4 separate regions of the Mus musculus genome follow, and all the other regions are linked to region 1. The links are chromatin contacts, called in public HiChIP or PLAC-seq and promoter capture Hi-C maps. All regions are on one chromosome and are shown on one strand. Each heading gives the region's core, a stretch centred on a gene start, on an enhancer-like site or on the middle of the called end of the contact. The rest is flanking DNA. Distances are from core to core; before and after follow the strand shown. Region 1 holds the start of Fras1 (Fraser extracellular matrix complex subunit 1). Region 2 overlaps Fras1 (Fraser extracellular matrix complex subunit 1). Region 3 overlaps Fras1 (Fraser extracellular matrix complex subunit 1). Region 4 overlaps Fras1 (Fraser extracellular matrix complex subunit 1).

Region 1 (3,295 bases), core at 317-2,816:
TCTCTCCCCAAGCTCTTGAAGAAGTGGACTGGAACACCCCCCCCCCCCCCGCGCGCGCGCGCAATGAAAACCTAGGGAGAAGAGAAGTGCATACATGCTCTTTGACCACTTTTTGTTCCTTGAGAAGCAGGCAGCCTCGTGCTCTCGCTCCCGAGTAAAATTTATTTCATTACAACTGAAATCTCAACATCCAGAATACTACTTATAAAATCTTAAGTGGTCTTTAAGGGGAGGGGGGGCGAGTTACTGGGGCGAGGAAAGCAAAATAGAACAGTGGAGCTTGGGTGAGGATTTTATTCCACAAAAGTGAGAGCAACTGCTCGCTTCTCACCTAGGTTCCGAGTAGTTGCTTTTCCTTGAGGAGTAGGGTAGAAGTGGAAGGAAGATTCATCCGGGTTCAGAAATATCACCTCAAAAGGCCACCCACCCGCAAAAAGCAAAGAGGAGGCCGTGGCCGGGCTGAGGTTTGACCGCAAGAGAAACCAGGAGTGGGGATTTCAGCTGAAAAGGAAATCCACTCCGTGTCCACCTATCGCCTCAAATCAAAACTTCCACCCAACAACCCACAGCACTAAACCCGGCTGAGTGTCTTAAACTGCACAGTCGAACTCACACGGGGTTCCGCTCTTTTTTACCTTCACAATTAGGCAATACTGCAAATTCCGCCAGCGCTAGGGCCACCCCGAGCCACGCTTTGAGGACACCCATCGCCGCCGCGGCACTCTCGCAGGAAGATCCCAGCCTTCAGCATCCAAGAACCTGCTCTCTGCCAAACCTCAGGCTGTGGCGCCGGCGCCGGGAACCGGGACGCACAGACACTGGGGAAGCGCTGGCTGCTGGGCCGGGAGCCGAGGTTGGCCGGGTGGACCGCAGAAGGATGCGGCCGACAGTAACACTCAGTCAGCCCCGAGGCTCACTGGGTTCTCCAGCAGAGCGGCCACCAACGTGAGCCGAGGCTGCGAGGAGGAGGCAAAGCTCAGATCGCCGCCAAGACTAGCAGGAAAGTTGCAGGTCAGCGGCTGCTGGGATTCCGCAGCATTGCCTCGGGCTAGACCAGTTCCTCCGGAGGTCCCCAACTGGCGAGCTGCAGGAGCAGGTTCCTCCTCGGCAGCTTTTCAAAGTTCTCTCGGCACGCCCCCGTCTGTCCGTGTAGCATCGGCCGAGGCGGGTCCCCGCGAACACGCCGGGCCGGGCTACAGCAGCGCTCGGGGAGCTGGGCGGTGCAGGGCCGCTGGTTGCAAACTTTGTGCGGCCCTGCAGGAGCTCCGGGACTCGGGGGCGCTGCAGCCGCACCGCACCACGCCGCCCGGCTGCTGCAGGCGCTTCCAGAGCTCCGCGCGGAAGGCGGCGCGGGGGGCGCTGCTGCCACTTTCTCGCGCCCGCCCCTCGCCGAGAGGAGGAGGGCAGAGGGGCGCGGCTTGCTCCACACCGACGCCCACCTCCCCGCACCGTGCACCCCGAGCTGCGCTGCAGGGCGGAGGTGCGATTACCCAAGTGGAGGTGGAGCCATAATTGTAGATGCAAGGAGGAAAGAGAGAGGCTGGAAAAGACCCCTCCGAACTCAATGCTCCCCAGATGAGGGGCCTGGAAACGCACAGGATAAGTCCCCGAGTGGATCCTCGCATTTAAAGCACGCACGCTCCGCCTTCCTCAGCCTCTCTCGCCTCCTTCCTCTCTCCTTTGCTGGGTGTGAAAATGGACTCAGAGACTACGAGCTTTGGCAAAGATTCCAGAGAGTCACGTGGGGAAGGGGAGCCGCGGTGAGGGGGTGGGGGAAGGCGAGAGAGCAACCTGATCCCCTTATTCATCCTGCAGGAGTTGCATTGGCTTTGTCTGAGGCGGGATCAAAAGTGGTCACACCGAGGGCGGGTGGAAACAGGAGGTTAGGTCTCCATTCAGACACTGTTGAGGGTACCACAGGAGAGGCTAGTTGGGGACAGGGTGCTCACACCCAAGTCCTAACTGCTACTTCTCCACCTCTCGTCATGCCCACTGCTGCTGAACACAGAGCCTGAAGCAGAGCTGACTGGCCATCTTCGCATTTTGGACCCTCAGGGGTTTTCCCTGCAACCTAGCAGTCTTGGGGCACGTGTGTTCTAGGTTGAGATTCCCACGGTGAGTGCACCTTTACAGCTTCCTAAAAGATGAAAACACCACACAGTCTGGGTGAGTCCAGCTGCGCCTCCAAATGTCAAAGACTGGGAAGCCAATGTCAGGGCAAAAGCATCCTGGTGTGCACACTGGAGGTAGTTGAGGGATAGGGTGGGGTCTGGTTTCCAGCCAGTACTGAGTGATAGCTATTTTTAGAGGACTAAATAAAAATAGCTGGTCCAGGTTTGATCATTTTGTAACTGGGGATGGTTACACGGGAGAGATACAGACTGGGTTTCGAAGGCCAGACAGAAAAGATTCTCTGTCTTGGCAGAGCTGTGACAGCTAGACTGTCCAGAAAGGAGTTTGAAGTGGCAGTGAACACCGAGCTATTCAGGGTGGTGGGCAGGGATCTTAGTAGACTCCAATATTGCTGACGATCATAGGGAAGGCCCATGTTCTAAAGCATGCCAGTAGTACTTGAATTCCTTGCTTTTTAGAATAAGAGGATGAAATGAAACTGAAGGGTCCCTGTAACTATCACCACTTAGGCACCGAAACATTTGATTAACCTGGGTGTGGCTGTTGAGTATTCAAAGGACTTAGGAATCGCCCAGCAATTCCTCGATGCCTCCCAGAGCCGTTGTGGGGACAGAGCGGTTTTATCTCTGTATTTGAAGCACATATGGGGACTCTGTAAACATTAGTTGAAAGAATGAACTGAATCAAGCCAGTAATCATCACCGCCAGAGTTCAGCCACAGCTTGGATGGAACCTGAGTCCTCCCTCCTCCCACTTCCCCCTCTTCCTCTAGAAACTATTTTCTCAGACCAATGGAAAGTACTGTCCAAATTCAGGTGGATACACCCTAACAATTCCTAACCCCTCCTAAACACTTTTTCTGTAGCCACCACTGACTAGGAGTAACTTAAGACAGCTGGTTTCCCTAGAATAAACTATTTGACTTCATTTTTAAGAAAGCATAGAACTGTGGCACCCAAAGGGGTCTCAAACCATCTTTTGGACTTGCTAAAGGAAAACAATCTTTAAAAAGAAAAAGGTGAAGGGAGAGACGGGAGCATTACCACGAGGTATTGTCATATACTACATTTGTGGTTCTTAACAAATTGTTCATAAAATGTCCCCTCCCCTTCACCAGAAGCCCTCCACCAGCTCCCATGGTCTTCTCTCTACCCCAGGAGCA
Region 2 (3,075 bases), core at 76-2,575, 340 kb before region 1:
TCTAAAGTCTCATTCCCTCTCTTTCCTCTCCTACCACCAACTTCCTTATACCTTAAAGGCTCCTCATAACAAATTTCCTCCACATGACATTTCCTCTGGTAGGGCTCAGCTATTCTGAAGTCTTTAGCTTGGCTTCTGAGGTGGTCTCATGAGTACCTAGGTAAATGAGGCTGCATATGGGCACACGGCACTGACCCCAGCCACATCATTTGGAGCCACCCTCCAATAAATCCACATCACAAGGCAAGAGAGGGCAGGCCTGCAGCCCACCTCTCCAGGGATCTTCCATTCCCACTGCCTGGAGCATGGGCTGTATCCAACCAATAGATAAGCTAGCACATAATCTACACAAAGAGGTCAGGAAGGATCCAAAGGAAGAATGACAGGGCATCCCATTTTGCTGACATACATCATGTGCCTGGACCCATCAGTGTGAACAGAACCAAGCCCTGCAAAGGACTGCCTGCCCTCATTTTTCACAAGGGGACACTGAGGAATGCAAGAATTAAATAACTATGCCATCCTGTTGTCTACTGCACCTCCTTGCCGACCCACAGATCCAGTGAGCATCTAGCTGCTCTCAGTTTAGGTGTGTCAGTACTTTGTCAGAGCCCATACTTCTTCTCCTGGGGCCATATTTCTCCCTCTAGAAGGAATTGCACTGGGTCACATGGCTTTGAGCCATTTCTCCTCCCATCTATGATGTTTTTTCCTTTTCTACCCCCGAAAGCACTGTACAGTAGCTATGTAGCACTCAACATTTATGTCTTTGCGTTACATCAGCATTTTCTGAAGGAGGGATGAGGCATGTAATCTCCCCTAGGCAGCTCCGATTTATGCTCTTCCATTTAACCTAGTTCATTAACTGGTGCTCTTGGGGAGCCGGGCAGAGATATAAATTGCTCACCTAAGGAAGGCATAATTTTCACCATCATCCATCCCAACACACTTCCTTTTGTTTTTTCTCTCTCACACATCCTTTTAGCAACACAGCATTCAATCTGACACTTCCCCCCCCTTTACAATAGACACAGATTTCTCAGAAAATACATTTCTCTGGCCTAGAAAAATAATCCCCTCTCCATTTTTTAAAACAAAAGAGAGACAAAGAAAAATAAATGAAGCTATAACTCAGCTCGCATTGAAAACAAAGAAAGCACAGGCTCCTGCCACAGGCTTGCCAGGCACTTAGCTCCCACTTTGTTATAGCAGACAGACTTTGGGAAGCTTCGACAGGCTGAGAGAACAGGCTGACCTTGGCTAACGTCTGCCTGGGTGAAGCTCCGGATGGGGCCTCTAACAGAGATTTGCTCTAGGTTGTCAGCCTTAGCCATCAGCAGACGCCCTGCACCAGGGTCTTCCTTCATGATGTATACAACCTGGCCGGCCTCAGAGTCAGTGTCTGTTGCTTTCAAGTGCTGCTCTGTGATGCGTGCTACGGACCCTGGGAGAGAGCGGAAGAGAGAAAGGTCATTCTCCATCTTTCCTTCAAACGGGACACTAAGTGACACACATTACTCCAGAGTACATACCAGGCATTTTTCTGCTTCCATTTCCAGCTGAGTAAACACTAATTTCCCCAAAAGAAAATCATGTAGAACTATGCTCTTTGCTCGTGTCCTCTTTACTCTTGCTCATGCCCTTATAGTAGCCTCCACGTGGAACCTAGCAACAACAGCTACTTCTATGAAGCACATACATCTAGGCCTTGCATTTAAGAAACCTGCTTCAATTTGATTTATTTGCTGTCTGGAGAATAACGAAATCAGCAAGCACCAGCTGTACCTGAGCTCATGAGCATCTCTCATTGTCATCTTGGACTAAACTGTCAAAATCAGTGTTCCTCAAGTCGGAAGGTAAACTGAGCAGAGGGGTCAGGTTTAGGGTCTGTGTGGAGACTGGGGACAGAGGCAAGACACCCACCATGGGAACACTTCTCAGAACCCTGCCCTTAGCTTCCTGCCCAGCTACATTCCTGTCTTAAAAACAGCAAATACCAGTGATGTCAACATTCAACATCCATGCCATACATGTCTTGGTGTTTGGAATGACACTGCCCCTTCTCCCAAAAATGTGACCTTTCACACTCTACCCAGACCACCCAGTAAGTAGCCTTGAGGGACAAGACAATGTCTTCCTCCAGACAAAGATCTGACTGACTCGGTGCTTGACACGATATGCTATATCCCAAGCGCAAAGTTCCTCATGTGTCATGTATCCCAGTGCATGTGATGTCACCCCTGCTGTCCCTCTGCAATACACCACAAGGCTTAGAGGACAGAGTGATTTGAAGTTCGATATAAAAAAAAAAACCAATCATGTCTTCTCCAAGAGCCCATGAAACAATAACAGACTACTTTGCTTGTAAGTAGCAAAATGCCAATTTATAGAGGCTTTGGTAACTCTCAAAACTGCAGACTTTATTATACCACGTGCTTATTTTTCAATACAAAACATATGGGAAACTAAAATAAACAACTACAGAGTTCTGGTGCACAGAAACTCTAGTCAAAGGCCCACTCACTGTTAACTTCCTACAGTATAGCATATCCAAGACTAATATCTATCATTGCGCCTTTAAGGCTACTAAAACACAGCAAAAGTCTGACAGTTTGATGCCAGAATGGCATACAAAGTGATTGTCAATTATTTGCATAACCTCTTAACTCCAAGTAGCCTCCCAACTGCTCTTCTGTGCCTTTTCAATTTTCTTAAAAATTAAAGTCTTAAAAAATCTTGCCAGGGTTCTTTTGTTGTAGGTTTCTATGCTGCAGGCTGGACAGAGGCACGGTCACAGGAGACCTGGCTCTAAGCTGAACTTTATGATTTTAAGGCTACTGAAAATATTATGGACACATCATAAAACATTCTCAAATTCACTGGCAGAGGTGTATTGCCTGGAGAATTTCCTTGGTTCATATTTCTAACTCACATCTTGAGGTTCTTAAACAGCAATTTCCCCCAAAGTCCACTTTCCTTAGATATTGAATAGCTCCCCAAAAAGGAACCCAGAGCATTAACATGGAAGAAGGTACTGACTGTCTATGCAGGCTTCTTTTATATATATATGTAAAG
Region 3 (3,248 bases), core at 610-3,109, 270 kb before region 1:
CAGACTTCCAGCAAAGATGATCTTACCAGTACAGTTTTCATTAGATGAGTGGCCAGAGAAACCAGGGACACAGGTGGGCATGCAGAGACCACTCTTCAGAAAGAAACTGTGGTCGCATAAGTGACACCGATCTTTGTGGCTGCACCGCAAGCATCCCTGAGGGCAGGCTGCCAGAAAGAAGACACAGATAAGGCACAGTGAAGCACATCCCTTTGGTATGACCACAGTGGCAAATAGAGGTACTGTAACCAGAAGAGCCAAAACGCCAGCAATGGATAAATGCTTGCCTCACTGTAACAACAGAGAATTCAGTTTCCTTGCTGATATTTGTAGGGAGCTGATCTCCCCCAAGGAGGGAACGGAATAGTGAGATCCACACTCAACTCACAGAACATCATGTAAAGAACACCACTCATGGATGAATGTCCTAGAGGGCCTACTGACTTGTGAGAGATGCTGTTTAGGGAGACGAAGAGCACAGGTTCCTCTGGGTTACCATGCCTTCTCTGTCTCTTACCAACTGTGACCCTGAACTGTCTTTTACAGTCTGGGTTCTTGTCTTAATAATAAGGGTAGAAATAGCGCCTAATACAGACGGTAGTCTGGAGGAATACAAGCATTACAGTCTGAAGTGTCAGGCACACAAGGAGGGCTCACTGTTCTTCCATACCATAGCATTATTACTGTGAGAGCTGTGTCACCCGAGAATGAGAATAGTGACGGTAAGTATTAACCTCACTCAGAGAGCTAGCTCTTAAAAGTACCTTAGGGCTTTCTTCTTCTTTTGATCAAGTTGATAACCTTTGAAAGACAGAGTGCTCCACGTCCACTTGTCCTGCTTCCTAGGCTGGGATTTATTATGGTAGAGCTATGTAGCACAGGGCTAGGGCTTTAAACTTGAATCAGAGATCTAGGGCGCAATGTGCTGCCTTAACTCTTCAAAGCTGCCTTGATTTTCATGCTTACAGAACAGGATACTCTCTATCTACCATGTCTTTGTTTCACAACGTCATTGTGGATATTAAATGGGACATTAGAGATGAAAACAATCTAGGGACATATAAAACTCAAGGGAGTTTTTCCCCAAGCACTCAGAAAAGACCCCATGTTACCTGTGCACTATTATTCTACATCAAGTATTCTTCCTAGTGGATGCGCCAGGCAACAGGTTTCAATAGAAGTGACAGCAGGTAGGAATTCTTCTGAGATGATTCCATAGGCAAGGTTAAGACTTTGGGCTTAACTTCAGTCTAGTAGTAAAAGCACCAGTATTTCTCACTAACCGATTGCCCAAATCCTATTCCTTAAGGATATAATATCAATACTGGGGTCATGAGCGATTTAGTCTACATACTGAACGTTCTACATCCACACCAATATAGCTGATCCACTTTTAATGGGTACTTCACAGGCATTCAATATAAGCTTTGCATTCCATAAAATGCTGGCTTCATTTCTACAAAGACCTTTAGGAACAATATTGATTCGTACAAGAGAATTATCAGTCTGGCTTCCTGTATTCTATTTAACCAGCATTTGGCATAAGTACATAGGAAGCAATCAATGACTTAGGCCAAGCTCATTGGCTTTTATTCTGCTTCTATGTCAGATGGTCTTGGTTACATGAGAATCAGTGCAGACGACTTGCTGGCTGGCCCAAGTTCTTCCCAAAGCACTCAGCAAAGACCCAGCTCACCTATGCATCTGTGCTTGGCATGATCTGCAAAGTATCCTTTCCCACATTCTTGGACACACTGGGCTTGGAAGAGGAGAAAGGGCTCTTCACAGCGTGTGCACTCATGGGGACCCTGGCACTCAACACAGTGGCTGTCACAGCCTGAAAGACAAAAGTCAAGTCAACAGGCATCTATGCGGGTTTTCCAAGTGGACTCTGGGCACTTATGGCAAAGGTCATGAAGCAATGGGACCCATACGCTGGGCAAAGTGTGTCAACAAGAGTGACAGAGCCCGGCTCCTGGTTGTGTCAGTGGAGGTCTCAGGGCTAGCCTCTCTACCATGCCCTTCCTATATCTCAGAAGTGAGAATAACATCCCGAACTCCTCCCATGGAATTTGTATCAGATTATAGAAAATACTAGACAAACACAAAAATAATTAGCAGATATTTATTTTTATTGTAATTAATTATCAGTCTTTCTGGTGGTTCAAATTTCTAGGTATACAGAGCTTCCCATCTTGAGAATAGGATTGTTAAATGTTTAAGGAAATCTAAAATTAATGGTTCAGAGAAATGTTTGTGTGGCCACTTAACTATATGGTTGTCATACTGCTAGCAGATTTTAGCTTGTGTTCTACTAAGGCATGGGAAAAGGAAAAAGGAAATTGTCACTGATAGCAGAGACATTGCTGAAGAAGGAAACCAGGAGGTGTAGAAAAGCCAGAAGAATACCTTGCCGGCTCCTTAAAAGCCTGAGGCTGACACTTACGCTTGCAGGAGCCGGAGTCCCGGTAGTGTTGTGGTGAGCACTGCTCCACACACACACCATCCTGGAGAACATAGCCGTCCATGCACTGCAGACAGTCTGTTCGAAGAGGCCCAGTACAGGCGTTGCAACTCCAGTCACACTCTAGAAAGAAAGCCTATGTTAGAGCAGCTTCTATTCTGTCTCCCATCAGTCCTAGCAAACTATTAGGAGGCCACTTGTCTGTAGCTGTAAGAGGTAAAGTAGGGACAACACAGAGATGTCAGATGAGCGAGCTGTAACGAGGCCCCGGCTTGTAGGCCTTTAAATGCTTCTCGAGGTTTAGCATTTCCTAATTGTGTCAGACACAGGCATGCACAAGGAACAGTTCAAGCCTGTGCAGAGCCTACTTGTCAACAGGGCTTCTGTAGAGCCGGATCCACCTGGCTTTATTCCATAGGCACCTGAGTACTTCAGCCTTGGGCCACCCTAGTTCTTTATGCCAGACCACTCCCAGGGAGCAGGCTTGCCCCACAGACCTATCCCTGACCTCCTCCAAATACTCAGAGACATCAGAGACATAGCTAAGAATTCTGCTGCTGCCATGACACCAGACCCATTGAAAGCCTAATGGAGACAGTGTGGTAGAAAGAACAAACGAGGTATAAAGGGACTCTCCAGAAAGAAGGGGATTAGTGCACGATGGAAGACCTCATTTAGGGCAGAACAAACTAGTTTGAATGCTTCTCTGTTCAACAAGCGCCTGTAAGGGCACAGTTCACTGCATGGGGAGAACATAAAAGTGAGACAAGGAGTTTCTGCTGCA
Region 4 (3,091 bases), core at 484-2,983, 360 kb before region 1:
GACTCATTTCTGTCTGTGTAGTCAACAACAGGCACTCAGCAATGGGCGACACCATCACAGTGAAGAGCCTACAGCGGTAAGGGGTAAGGCGATAGGCACAGTCCTGGCCAAACACTTTCACATCACATGTGGTATACAATTAAGAAATGACTCTCTTATTTGACCTGCTATATTTGGAGGCTCTTTGTGTAGGGTGGTAGGGTTATATTAATATCACAAGCTAACTGATGCTAATGATTTAATAGATGGAGAAGCCTAACCAAACTTTTGGGTTCACCGGTCTTAGGAAAGCCAGGTCACGAGAGTGGTGGGTGAGCTGCTAGTCTGTTTCTAAATAGCATCGTGATGAGGACTTAGCCTACCCTGAGCACTGAGCAGAGGATATGGTAGGTAGGATATGACATACCTTGCCATCCATATACTCCAGCCATTGGAGCCCCAAATTGGTGACAATTCTGGGGGTGCCGTCATCCACCGGGAGAATGTCCACATGGAACTGCTGAGGGGCTGCTGTCATGATCTGCAGGGGGAGAGAAGAGCACTCATCCTTGATGCTGGAGTTTCCCAAACACTGTACCTAAATGTTGCAATTTCCAAACTCTGTGCACATGTCAGAGACAGAGCACAGCTAGCTTTCACCTCTTATCACAACTGCCATTAGACCTCAGGGAGAAGTGACTGACAGGGTGAGTCTAACATGTGCACAGAAACAAAAAGCAAGGATATCTCTGCTCAGCCTCATCTACTGTAGATGTTGGCTTTTACGTGTGTGTGTGTGTGTGTATACACACGTGCATTTGTGTATACTTGTGAGTGCATGCCTTTGTGACTGCATATGTGTGTGCATGTGAATGAGTGCAGCAAGTATGTTTGTGTGTATGTATGTGTGCTTCTTGTATGTGCATGTGTTAATATGGCATCATGCAACATTATTTAGGTTGGCCTTGAGTTTCTGAGCTCAAGTAACCCTCCTGCCTCAATCCCCATAGTCAACGGGACTACCAATATTGTGCTTGGGTACACTTAAGTCTTCTTTAGTGGATGTCACAATGGTTAGATTTAAAACAATAAATATGTTTTCTCTCATGTCAGGTTCTATATTTTAAATTATGTAACTGACAGGGAAGTAGAAAGGGGACCATGAGAGGACAAAAATAGGTCTAAAGGGAGGGGCATCAAGAGGGGATGCTGCAATACACGTCAGTCACATGAAAGCAGAAGGTGGTACCTTTGGGGAAGAAGGGACCTCCAAGAGAGGAAGCCAGGCAGGCCAGTGGGGAGTATGAAAAAGAACAAAGTGGAAAGACATACATATATGAAAAATGCTGGAAACCAATTACCCTGTACACTAATTTTAAAAATTAACTACAAAAAGAAACAACCTTGCCTAAGATGAAACAATACACAGCTACTTTTTCTCTCAGTATCTTGTGTTAAAGTTTTCATGAGAGGCTGGCAAGCAGCATCATTAAAATGTTAATGCTGAAGGCTCCAGGTGGGGTCAGCTCAGACAGGGAGGGAAGCTTCTAAGCACAAAGGGTTTTCCTTTTCTTTTCTTTGCCTGGTTTTGTTCTTGTTTGCTTTAAGGACAGTGCTCTCTCTGTGGGTAAGAGGCACAAGAAGAAAAGCAGTTATGGGAATGAATGGTGGAAGGGATTTTACATTTTAATTCTATCCCCAGAGAAAGAGAGACCAGTCTTTAGACAGTATACATGCATCGTGGCTTGTTGTGAGTGTGTATCAGCTGCAACACAGGGCAGTGAGCTACTTACTAGCTTTTTGTCTCTCTCAACCCACCTTCTACACAATCTCCATTTCTTAAAGTGACAGGGTTCCTCAGAAGGCTTGCTCTGACCACTAGGTTTTTAAGAAGGTATCCATTGCTGACATATTTTGATTTATGTTTCTCCTTTGAAAGTCAAGCTAATCAGAAGCAGCTACAGTGGGAAAAGGACAAAGTGATAGCCTGCCCGGCGTCGCCACCGAACAGATAGAGCAGATGCACGCAGGGCAGAGGAATCCCAAAAGCCACTGCAGATGTGATGAGCAGCCCAGGATGGCCTTCTGGGTCTCTGAAGGACACAGGCTGATGTCCTTTCCAGGAGTGTAATCGTCTCCCACCAGTGAAGGACAGAAACTCACCAGGAGCGAGAAAGACCCTTTCTGTCCTGGAGGAACAGCAGGCTCTGTGCACACCGTTCTCCAACACTGCTTCTGTGGAGCTGGACATAGGTGTGTAGGGTGTTGGGGTGTCCCCAGCCCACCCTCTACCAGAGATGCAGTGACTCCAGGGGGAGTTCATGGAATGGCAAGTTCTGTTAATGAACAAAGTACTGAGCAAATGGTACACAAGGCGGTGGGTAAGGAGTTCACACATACGTCACTTGTGTGTGTGTGTGTGTGTGTGTGTGTGTGTGTGTGTGTGTGTGCATGTAGAGCCAGAAGTCAACCTCAGGTATTGTTCTTCAGTAGCTAACCTGGGGATTGCTCATTAGATTAGGCTGGCTCTAGAGATGAGCCTGTCTCTGTCTCCCCAGTGCTGGAACTACAAGCACACCCCACCATGCTAAGCTTTACTCATTGGTTCTGGAGACTGAAGACAGGTGCTCAAAACCACACAGCAAAGGCTTTCAAACTCAAATCATCTCCCCAGCTCCCTTTCCCTCAATCTTGGAAAGAGAAAACCTGGGAAGTCGCTCAACCTCAATAGCAAGGCATCTTATAGGATACACAGGCTGATCCTAAAATGGTAATGATGAAGATGAATGTAGACATTCTCTGATGTTTCTGTGGGTCTGCCATGGGACAGAGGACCTCATGAACTTAGGAGAGGAGGAACTACCTCCATTTCATAGATAGGGAAGCTGAGGCTTTCAAAGGAACATGACTTACAAAGACACTCAGCCAAGTGGCAGAGCCAGGACTAAAACTGGTAAAAATCCTCTTGAGAGCGAGAAACTCTCAGTGACTGGTTGGAATGAGGAGTCTTAGAACACACACACACACACACACACACACACATGGGGAGAGGAGGAGAGGGAGGGGGAGGGGAGAGGAGAGAGGGGGGAGAGAGAGAGAGAGAGAGAGAGAG

Evidence for each region. Promoter capture Hi-C pulls out the DNA fragments that hold promoters and counts their contacts. HiChIP or PLAC-seq counts read pairs in DNA pulled down with a chosen protein or histone mark.
Region 2: a contact with region 1 is called in an H3K4me3 HiChIP or PLAC-seq map of neural tube, with 4 times the contacts expected there. The contact joins the enhancer-like site here to the promoter of Fras1 in region 1. A contact is called at or near these places in 13 of 39 promoter capture datasets (the 3T3-L1 cell line, 3T3-L1-derived adipocytes, the C10 cell line and 7 more), 1 of 484 Hi-C or Micro-C datasets (cerebral cortex), 11 of 115 datasets of contacts at active chromatin or transcription factors (craniofacial prominence, embryonic basal ganglia, embryonic forebrain and 8 more) and 4 of 9 other capture datasets (adipose tissue, embryonic stem cells, macrophages and 1 more).
Region 3: a contact with region 1 is called in a promoter capture Hi-C map of liver. The contact joins the enhancer-like site here to the promoter of Fras1 in region 1. A contact is called at or near these places in 12 of 39 promoter capture datasets (the 3T3-L1 cell line, 3T3-L1-derived adipocytes, the C10 cell line and 8 more), 1 of 484 Hi-C or Micro-C datasets (nephron progenitors), 9 of 115 datasets of contacts at active chromatin or transcription factors (astrocytes, embryonic basal ganglia, embryonic forebrain and 4 more) and 1 of 9 other capture datasets (pancreatic islet).
Region 4: a contact with region 1 is called in a promoter capture Hi-C map of neural stem cells. The contact joins the enhancer-like site here to the promoter of Fras1 in region 1. A contact is called at or near these places in 11 of 39 promoter capture datasets (the 3T3-L1 cell line, the C10 cell line, cranial neural crest and 6 more), 12 of 115 datasets of contacts at active chromatin or transcription factors (craniofacial prominence, embryonic basal ganglia, embryonic forebrain and 7 more) and 3 of 9 other capture datasets (adipose tissue, embryonic stem cells and macrophages).

The regions. Positions count from the first base shown.
Region 1 is chr5:96,372,226-96,375,520 of GRCm38.p6, reverse strand. Fras1 (Fraser extracellular matrix complex subunit 1) reads right to left here and starts at 1,566. Exons shown (of 74, transcript NM_175473.3): 1 at 636-1,566. The coding sequence starts at 708.
Region 2 is chr5:96,710,746-96,713,820 of GRCm38.p6, reverse strand. It overlaps Fras1 (Fraser extracellular matrix complex subunit 1), which reads right to left. Exons shown (of 74, transcript NM_175473.3): 45 at 1,256-1,444. Among named protein-coding and RNA genes, the nearest start is that of Gm52781, 5.0 kb to the right of the region's middle. Within about 2 kb of position 1,325, at least 8 of the 459 cell types and tissues checked have an H3K27ac peak or open chromatin away from gene starts, as enhancers often do. A contact at or near this core is called in neural tube, where this site is marked.
Region 3 is chr5:96,644,417-96,647,664 of GRCm38.p6, reverse strand. Fras1 (Fraser extracellular matrix complex subunit 1) reads right to left here. Exons shown (of 74, transcript NM_175473.3): 24 at 2,447-2,587; 25 at 1,697-1,837; 26 at 27-167. Among named protein-coding and RNA genes, the nearest start is that of Gm52781, 61 kb to the left of the region's middle. Within about 2 kb of position 1,859, at least 2 of the 459 cell types and tissues checked have an H3K27ac peak or open chromatin away from gene starts, as enhancers often do. A contact at or near this core is called in liver, where this site is marked.
Region 4 is chr5:96,729,018-96,732,108 of GRCm38.p6, reverse strand. Fras1 (Fraser extracellular matrix complex subunit 1) reads right to left here. Exons shown (of 74, transcript NM_175473.3): 51 at 407-520. Gm32995 (a long non-coding RNA gene) reads left to right here. Exons shown (of 6, transcript XR_389342.3): 5 at 1-83; 6 at 1,919-3,014. Among named protein-coding and RNA genes, the nearest start is that of Gm32995, 8.6 kb to the left of the region's middle. Within about 2 kb of position 1,733, at least 2 of the 459 cell types and tissues checked have an H3K27ac peak or open chromatin away from gene starts, as enhancers often do. A contact at or near this core is called in neural stem cells, where this site is marked.